2 separate regions of the Mus musculus genome follow, and region 1 is linked to region 2. Evidence: chromatin contacts called from public Hi-C data. All regions are on one chromosome and are shown on one strand. Each heading gives the region's core, a stretch centred on a gene start, on an enhancer-like site or on the middle of the called end of the contact. The rest is flanking DNA. Distances are from core to core; before and after follow the strand shown.

Evidence for each region. A called contact is a pair of places that touch in the nucleus more often than the background predicts.
Region 1: a contact with region 2 is called in a Hi-C map of cerebellum, with 6 times the contacts expected there. The contact joins two enhancer-like sites. A contact is called at or near these places in 2 of 15 datasets of contacts at CTCF or cohesin (pro-B cells and stem cell-derived epiblast-like cells), 22 of 484 Hi-C or Micro-C datasets (the AtT-20 cell line, the HL-1 cell line, the STO cell line and 13 more) and 2 of 115 datasets of contacts at active chromatin or transcription factors (astrocytes and embryonic stem cells).

What each region holds. Positions count from the first base shown.
Region 1 is chr12:39,491,684-39,496,287 of GRCm38.p6, reverse strand. All of the region lies in intron 2 of Gm34923 (a long non-coding RNA gene), which reads left to right. Among named protein-coding and RNA genes, the nearest start is that of Gm24069, 32 kb to the right of the region's middle. Within about 2 kb of position 2,992, at least 4 of the 459 cell types and tissues checked have an H3K27ac peak or open chromatin away from gene starts, as enhancers often do. A contact at or near this core is called in cerebellar granule neurons and cerebellum, where this site is marked.
Region 2 is chr12:39,035,274-39,039,722 of GRCm38.p6, reverse strand. No RefSeq gene overlaps it. Among named protein-coding and RNA genes, the nearest start is that of Gm34662, 53 kb to the right of the region's middle. Within about 2 kb of position 3,087, at least 3 of the 459 cell types and tissues checked have an H3K27ac peak or open chromatin away from gene starts, as enhancers often do. A contact at or near this core is called in cerebellar granule neurons and cerebellum, where this site is marked.

The DNA.
Region 1 (4,604 bases), core at 1,743-4,242, 460 kb before region 2:
GAATAAGTAAGAACTATTGTATTACTGTATTTAAAATATCATTTATTATCAGTGTTGGGTTTGAAAAGCTGTGAGCACGTGTCCATCCTGATAAGTATGTTCTTAAAACCTGCTGATTGTTTAGCTGACAGAGTAAGTTTAGGAGTCTTAGATTCCACGATGAGGCTGAAACAGCTGTTATGATGGTTTATTCTTTTATTTACTAAAACCTCTCCTTTTTGGTTTGAGAAATGTTTATTGATTTTCAAAACATTGAGATGGGGGCAGTGACTTTCTAAAGGAGTCATTCTCAATTAGGGAGTTGTGACCCCTCCTTGGGTGTCACACATCAGACATCCTGCATATCAGGTATGTACATTATAATTCACCACCGTAGCAAAATTACAGCTGTGAAGTAGAAAGGAAATAATCTTATGGTTGGGAGTCAGCACGATACAAGGAACTGTATTAAAGGGTTGCAGCATAATAAAGGTTGAGACCCATAGTGTTCTAAAGTCAATACAACGGAAAGAGAAATTCACTAGGAAAGATTTGTGTTGGATAAAGCTCGTAGTGTCTATGTTTTTACTGCACATTTCAATTCATGTCCTTTGAGGTGAGTTATTAGCTGACATTGTGTCCATCAGTGAATACAGACACTAGAATGTGTTTCACCAAAACCATGTGGCTCTCTGGAAACTCTCAGAGAGCCTTGAGCAACAGCCTAGCACAAAACACCCGTGTTATTATTTTTTTTTCTTTTTTAAATAGTTTACCATACTGATTTATGCACCTTCTGGGCCTCAGATGTCAATTTTACTTTGAAGCAACTGAGTACTTATCTTAGAAACTTATCTTGAGTAGAAGCCGGAGAAAACAATATGCTGGAATATTTTTCACATAGTTTTAAGCTGTCTGAGATGATACAGGTAAAACTGTAATTATGATTTTATAATCATGTGTTTGATAACTACTATTTTAACAATGGCCAGAATTACTCCTTGGAGGAGTAATACAGATTTATTCAATTAACTAATTACACTTAAATTTTCTACTTGTTGAGAAATCAGATAATTACTACAGACCTGGTCAGACACAGCTTTCACTTGTTTTTCTGATTCTACATTGTTATCCTGAGTCCCTGGGCTAGTAAACCTTGCCTCAAGATGAGTTCATTGTTTTTTCATTTTAACTCACTATGAAACTGTTTTCATTTTTTCTGTCACTCAGGGCCTACTATCATGAGTATCTTTATATACGTAGTTCACAATGTAATGTTATTACATTGCAGAATTAATGTGCTCACTTAGCAACATCATCACTGGCCAGGGACAACAAAGCAGTTAAGTAGCAGATGGGCATTTGCATCCAAGTTTTGCTTGGAAGCCTACTTTTTCTGTTCATGACTCTCATATTTCTCACCTATAAAATAGAAAGATTAGAATATTTACATTGTAGAAACCAGAATTCTGTAACTTGGGGGGGGGGGGACTCTTGTGGCACCAGAGGGATCCCCAAGTCTTGTAGCTGTTGTTGTTTATTGATGTGCAAGAAACAAGAACAATGAAGAACTCTATGTCAGAAATTTGCAGATAGAAATAGCAGGTGGACAGAGTTGTGTGATAATAACAAACACTTTCATACAATCTCCACTAATGCTTAATATTTTCATGGACAATGATATACCTTTTTTATCCAGTAATTCTATAAGGACCTATGCATTAGTAGAAAACAAGAGAGGAACCACTGGGACAACTGTAAGAGGATATTTTAGTGGTAACAGTGGGTAGAAAAGGAGGCTAAGATGATCCTAATCAAATGGTACATCTAGGTGAGAAATATCACCCTGAGGCCATCTTCAAATACTGGATGAGAAACATGAATGAGGGCCTACACCCTACAAATGGCTTTAAGTACAGGGAAACCCATTATGTTCCTTGGTACAGTTCTACAATAAAGGGAACCTGTGCAAGCAATTTTTGCCTCCCTTTGTATGTTACTAACAACATGTTTATAATTTACAGGCAGCTTTTTATGTCCAGTATTCTCCTTTGTTTTTATTCCAACAACAATCAAAAGTGAATTCTCTTTTGACTATTTGAAGGTGTCAAATTCATACATTAACAGAGAAAATAAACCTGACATGCATCCATGACATAGAGTGGGATGAGAAGAGAAAATTAACTGTTTTTAAAGATATTACTCGAATGCATATAGTAAATTAGCAATGGGAAGATAGAACCATGATGGGGACCTGCCAGTAGATGGGGAACTTGCTTTGAAAATGACCTGTCAAGAGGGAAACTAGAGCCAACTAAACTTTGCTGCCTAGGCAAAATTTGCTAATTTGGGTTATATATTAGGCCACTCTGTTTTAGTGGTCAGCGTCGTTCACGTCATGAGAGGACATAATTTCTACAATAACTAAAGTTGAAATTAATACTCAGAAACGAGCCATACTCTATTTAGACCTAAAATCCATTAAGTTGTCTGCATTAGAGGAAGGAGCTGATCCAAGGAGATAAAGCCCATTTGTTATATTGGAATAGCTGAATGGGGGGAAATTAACACAGTGCCCAGAATGAGAAGGGTGGGATCGAACTCTTGTAGGCCCATGCTATTTTAATGGCAGTTGTGAAGGAAAGCACTGTTCAAAGTATTTTAAATGGCACTGAGATAACATTCCCTAACCTTCATGGATGAAGTTTTACCAATTTTTGATCAGTTATGGAAAATTAGAGAAATGTAAGTGTGACAAGAGCATTGTACTGGCAGAGGTTTTAGAAATCATGTAAAAAACTTGTCAGTCGATGACAGAGATGCAGTCGACCTAAATGGAGGATGCTCTTGCAAGCCCTAATTCTGGTTCTGTTGGTCCACTGTTTTCATCTCTACACGGGCAACTCATTTCTGCAGGAAAAGAGAAAGAATCTCTGTGAACAAATGGGCAGACGGACGGGGTGTGCGTGCCAGGAGATGCTGCATGTTTTGGGAAGTTGTTCCAGTGTTATTGTCCAAGAATGGAAAAGTAACTCCTGCCAAGATAATTCAGTGTTCCTCAAAGCATAACACCATATGTATGCACCACAGTCAAAGTTGCTTAAGCGTCTCAACTATACCAGTAGTCGTGTGTTGTTTCCCTTGGTTTTTCTCTTTATTAAATGCCACCAAAAAGCCTCTGTACTAAAAAAAAGCCTTGAAGTTATCAATTGTTTCAAATGATATTTAATTATAAAGGTTTCATATTTTTTACCTATATTCTAGTATATGTTATTTTTTTCTATTCAGATTTTGCTTAATTTTTGTTGTTGTTGTTAAGAACTTAGTAACTTTACAGATGTAATATCATAGAGAAAAGCAGAATTGCATTAGGCTAAATGTTCCTAAATGTCTGATGAGTTCTGCAAAAAGATAGCACCTAGTATTATTTGTTGTTGCTAAATTACAAAAAAAAAAAAAAAAATCTATGACTTTCATGTGTCAAAATCATGTGGTAAGATTATTTGTCATTTTATTTTAACACAGATCTATCAGATAGAACCAGAAAGATTATGCTTTCATATATTGTGACTTTCGTTTGCAGAGTATTCAGGTTTGGAAACTGTCCTGTGGTAGAAATGCGATCTGTGTGTTGTAGCACTTGTGTGTAATATTGTGGTCCAGAATATCTGTGCACAGGGTCAGTGAGAGCATACATAGGGATGTCCTTAGGTGCCAGAGCAGACAATGTGCACCAACTGTATGGAAACCTGTAACTTTTTTTTTTTTTAACTTTCTCACTGTATTTCCAGTGTTCTGTATAAAGCCTACAAAACAACTTATTTATTGACTAAGTATTCATTCAGGATGCTTGAAAATTCAGTTTCCTACCATGACATAGACCATGTAAAAACCAAAGTTAAACTTTATTCTCTCAAGACCTTATATGTGCACACTCATGGGAATGGGTCTCAGAAACTTAAGCCTTCACTCTCATATTAGACTGTTTTGTTTTTGTTTTTGTTTTTTTCTAATCTTCACAAAACTTCCCTAAAATGTCAGGTTTTTTTTTTTTGCTAAATATTTTAAGGTTAATCCTTTATTGTTTTTATGTTCTTTTAAAATTTCCTTCCTTCCTCTCTCCCTTCTTCCCTTCCCCCCCTCCCCGCCAAGTGTGTGTGTGTGTGTGTGTGTGTGTGTGTGTGTGTGTGAATGTTGCATGTGTGCAGAGGCCAGAAAAGGATGTCAGGTTCCTTGGAAATGGAGTAACACACACTTGTGTGCAGTCTTCTGTGGATACTGGGGGTTCCCAGTATAGCTAGTGCCACTCACACTCATTACAGTGCTTCTCAGGAAGTCACTGTTAGTGACAGAGAGGTGTCGCACATATCTGGAAAGACTAAATGGTGGGAGCAAAAACTCGAGGCTTACATTTCAGAGCCATGTTCTTCTATGTTCTTATTTCTTAGTAGGTAGTGTGGGTGACATATTCCCCAGAAATGCACACTTATCACACAGTGATGTTTCAGTAGCCAGGCTTTTTTCTCAAGTGGATTGACCAACTCATCCTCCAAAGCCCTGTGCAGGTGTCATTTCTGATGTTCCTCCAATTTTCTCTGGTTGAGATACAATGCCTTCCTGTGGGG
Region 2 (4,449 bases), core at 1,838-4,337:
ACTTTCTCTAGCTCCTCCATTGGGAGCCCTGTGATCCATCCATTAGCTGACTGTGAGCATCCTCTTCTGTGTTTGCTAGGCCCCTGCATAGTCTCACAAGAGACAGCTACATCTGGGTCCTTTCGATAAAATCTTGCTAGTGTATGCAATGGTGTCAAAGAGAGGCCCATTGGACACGCAAACTTTATATGCCCCAGTACAGGGGAATGCCAGGGCCAAAAAGGGGGAGTGGGTGGGTAGGGGAGTGGGGGTGGGTGGGTATGGGGGACTTTTGGTATAGCATTGGAAATGTAAATGAGCTAAATACCTAATAAAAATGGAAAAAAAGTAAACATTGGCAATTGAACACAAATGTGATCAAAGATCAAATATCAATATATGTAAATGTGCATATAAAAGTCTCTTTACACGTATATGCAACAAGTGTTGGCTTGCATTTTCAATATGAAATTAACATTCCTAGTAACATTTAGATTCTAATATTCTTAATTATACTTAGTTTTATAAATAAACTGCTTGTTCTTACAAAATACACATTAAACCCATGAACTTCTGCAGTGCTTCATGTTTGATGGGGTCTAATTTAGTACCAAAGCAGAAGAGGAAAGTCCTCTGATTTTTTACTTCTCTCAGTATTTTAGTTCCTCCTAATATTGTTTGCTTTTACAAATCAAAACAGTTGCAATATGGGCGTCTGAATGCAGACATTCTCATTTGCAAGGAACTACATTGACAAAACAAAACACCAGGAAACACTGGGGTGGGAGAGAGCTGCCACCCAGAGTCCTGTAGCTAAGCAACAGGCTGTTTTCTCTTCTGTAACCAAATTATCCCAGCAGTCCTCAGGAGCTCCTGTGCCCTGCAAGGTTGCAGTTGTTTGGTTTTAACTTAAGCCTGTGCCTTTTCACCTCAAGCACTCAGTGATGTCAATTCAAGTTTATAGGACAGAGGGTTTTCCGTCTCAAACCTGGGGGGTTCTGGTTTCAGATCATCTCATGAAACACTGATTACATTAAATGATGGTAATGTATGTTAGTTATATGTCATATATTGTACTTATGTATTTATGTATGTATCCATAAAAATGGATAACAAGCACTTGCTGAAAGTGCTTACAATGAGCTTGTGTTCGCTTTAAGGTCCATGCATTCATGGCAACTGTCTCCAAGTTCAAGCATAAGAAAGTGTACTTTGTTATCATTCAAGTGTTAATGACATTATTTCTTATAATGGACACCAGTGAACTTATAGTCTAAGAGAAAGTAAGTCCCAACCTAAATTCATTTTTTTTCCAATATTGAAACTACCTTCAGAAATGTATACGTATGGCACATACCTAGGACTTTTGGAATTTGGCAAACCACCATGCTGTTTTTCTTCCTTTAGGAACAATGCCATCTTAACAGATGGGTGTTAGTGTAGGCATGCCAGGGAATCAAAATGTACACCACATTCCACTACAAGGGGGCAGAATCTCATCCAGAAATGTCCGTCTGTGCCACTGAGTACAGGAATATTCCACTCCAGTCCATGTCACATACTGTTAAGCAATAGTTTACAACTACGAAGCAAGGCTTTTGCTTTTCCATTTGTATTTTGGTAATGATTTCCACTCCATCAGAAAAGGTAGGATTATTATTACAATAAGTCTTTAAGATGCAAAAATAACATTAAACCCATTTTGGTTTTTATTTTACCTAAAGAGAACACTATTTTATAGGCAGATATAGGACTCAATTGGTACCATTTTTGCCTCTGGATCCTGTAGCTTGGTTTTCAGTTAGAAACAGTTTCACTGGGTCTGTGATATCAAGAAAATTACGGAAGACTGTATTGTACTCACTGCAGAGAATCATCATCAATGCAAGGAAGCACAGCCTTAGTGGGAAACAAAAACAAAAACAAAAACAAAAACACAAACAAACAAACAAAAAACCCTGTGGTAATTATCTGGCTTTGGCTGGATTAGAAGAAAAACAGTGAAATAAAGTCACTTTTGAACCTTTGTATTATGTACCTCCCTTGTGTAAATAATGTCCTAACACCTAATAAAGTCATCTTGAATTAACATTGGTGGGATCAGGAGGAGGTAGGTGTGGTTCACACAGCTGAAACTGTTTCTGGTACTAAGAAAAGCTGGGGAGGGGGCTGTTAACACCTACAGCAACAGGCAACAGTTAATTCTACCCATACCTGAAAACTATTGTATTTTACACCTGAAAAGGCTGGTATTTGTGTCTACTTCCTTTATTGGTTAAGTGATTCCCCTGTCTGGTGTTTACATTTAAGTGAGTGTGAAGTATTTTCATTAAGTTACTTTCAGATGTCATCCACTAGTTACATCTCCTAATAACTTTCAAAGCAGGCATATGTTGCCATTGTAAACACCTGTTTCCAAACACTAACTTTATTGTGATGTTACATTCGGTTGTAGAAACGATGTAAAATCTGTTGAAATATTAAACATAAGTACGGTTCATTTTGTAATAATATATTTATCATTTCAAGGAAAAGAAAAATGATATTAAGGTAGATGGAACCTCTAGTTTAAATATAAAATAAACGAGTAAATGTTAGTAAAATTCCCTAAAGTAGTACTTATTCAGTCAACCTACTTAGTAATTTAAAAGACCTCAAAAACTGAAAGGTGGCATATTTAGGGAAATTAACTATCTAAGGATAAAGTTGCATTTTTAACATACATAACCCAACAAATTTCCTTTCTAACATGATCGTTCAATCACCTGATGATTAACAGCTGTAAAAACAGACATGAACTCTTCATCAATTTCATAATATATTACTCTTTTGGGTAAGCTACCAGGGGGTGGGGCGAGGTACAGCTGTCACATGCACAAAGTTGTTTCCTATTGGCCCTGAGAATTATCTAAATGTTACTTGCATTCATTTGCTCTTCTCATTTGCAAATGTGCCAAGTTGACTAGCCTTTCTATTAAAAATAAAGACTACCTTAGCCAAACAAGAAATTGGACCAATTCACAGCTTTGTCTGCAAACATGAAGAGGAAAAATCCACTAATGGAAGCAGCATGATCCTTCATTATGGACCCCTCTAGGTCTTGAAAACCATCCAAAGAGCTATCTCATCAAATGTTGAAAATCTTCCAAGGATCCCTGCACACACACACATACACACACACACACACACACACACACACCCTTTATAAGTGGTGAATTCAGATCAAAGATTTCTTCATTGAAAGTGGAAAGGGGTTTCTGGAGTGATTTCCATTTTCTGAATCTTGTCCAAGGTCTATCTAAGTAATTAAAAAAAATTCAATATATGTTTCCATTTTTAAAGTGTTTTCACACTTTAAGGGAAAAATGACCCTTGACCCTGATCTCTAAGGACAGATAAGGCTTATCATTTGACTTGTAGAAACTGTTTAATGAATTATGTTTTGTTCCTACGTATATATCTGCCATTCGCCCTTAGCGTTGCATCGCGAATCTCTTCAACTCACATGTTCGTCAAAGTATGGCCCCTCATTAACTACTGAAACACCTCCAACAGGGAGCTTTCAAATTAGGAAAGTTAGGAAAAAGCTTTGCCAGCAGTATCTTTCCTATATATGAGTTTTTAAATAGCATTTATTTATATTGTTTTTAATTTATTTATTGTGTTTGTGGTGTTGGGGTTTGAGTCTCTTGAGTTTGAGCCTCAGCCCCATTTTTTAATTTAAAATTCTTTTGTTTTGAGACTGAATCTCACAAAGTTTTAAAGCCTGGCCTTACACTCCCTCTGCCTTAAATTTGTGCCCCATCTGAAAAAGGTTCTTGAGTAGTTCAAAATGTAGGCCTGTGCCACTTGGCCCTGCTTGAATTAACACTTGTATTTCACACACTCTAATGAATTATTGAATGTGGTAATGGAAAGCAAATAATACTTATCCACATATGGCAGAATATTATGGACTCTCCATTATAGAACACATTTTAAGTGAATTCCACCTATTCCCCACAATTCCAAATAAAAATAATCAAATAATGAAAATTGAAATGGCAAGAGAAAATTATCTAGTTTCATGCAAAAGCAGGAAGACGAATTGGAGATCGTGAGCTATGGGTATCCTAAAGAGGCCAAGACCCAGATAGACGCCAAACGACTATTGACAAAAGCAAAAATGTCACTTGTATTAAAGAGAAGAAACTTGTCTCTGATACTACCAAACTCATTGAGACCACACACTGTGTGCTGGGTTCCAAAGCTCTTCCATTGGGAAGTAACTCACTTTTGGTTTCTCAAACCAAAGCGTTACTTTGAATCTGCACAGGTTGCATTTTTGACTCCATGTGTTCCTATATACTTGTGCCCAGAAAAGCAGATGTTGAGGCAGGATTTTCAGAGCATCTAGCTTAATGCAGTTGAAATTAGTCATTTTTGCATTTGAAAGATTGGCATATTTATGACTGTCAAGAAGAATGGAAG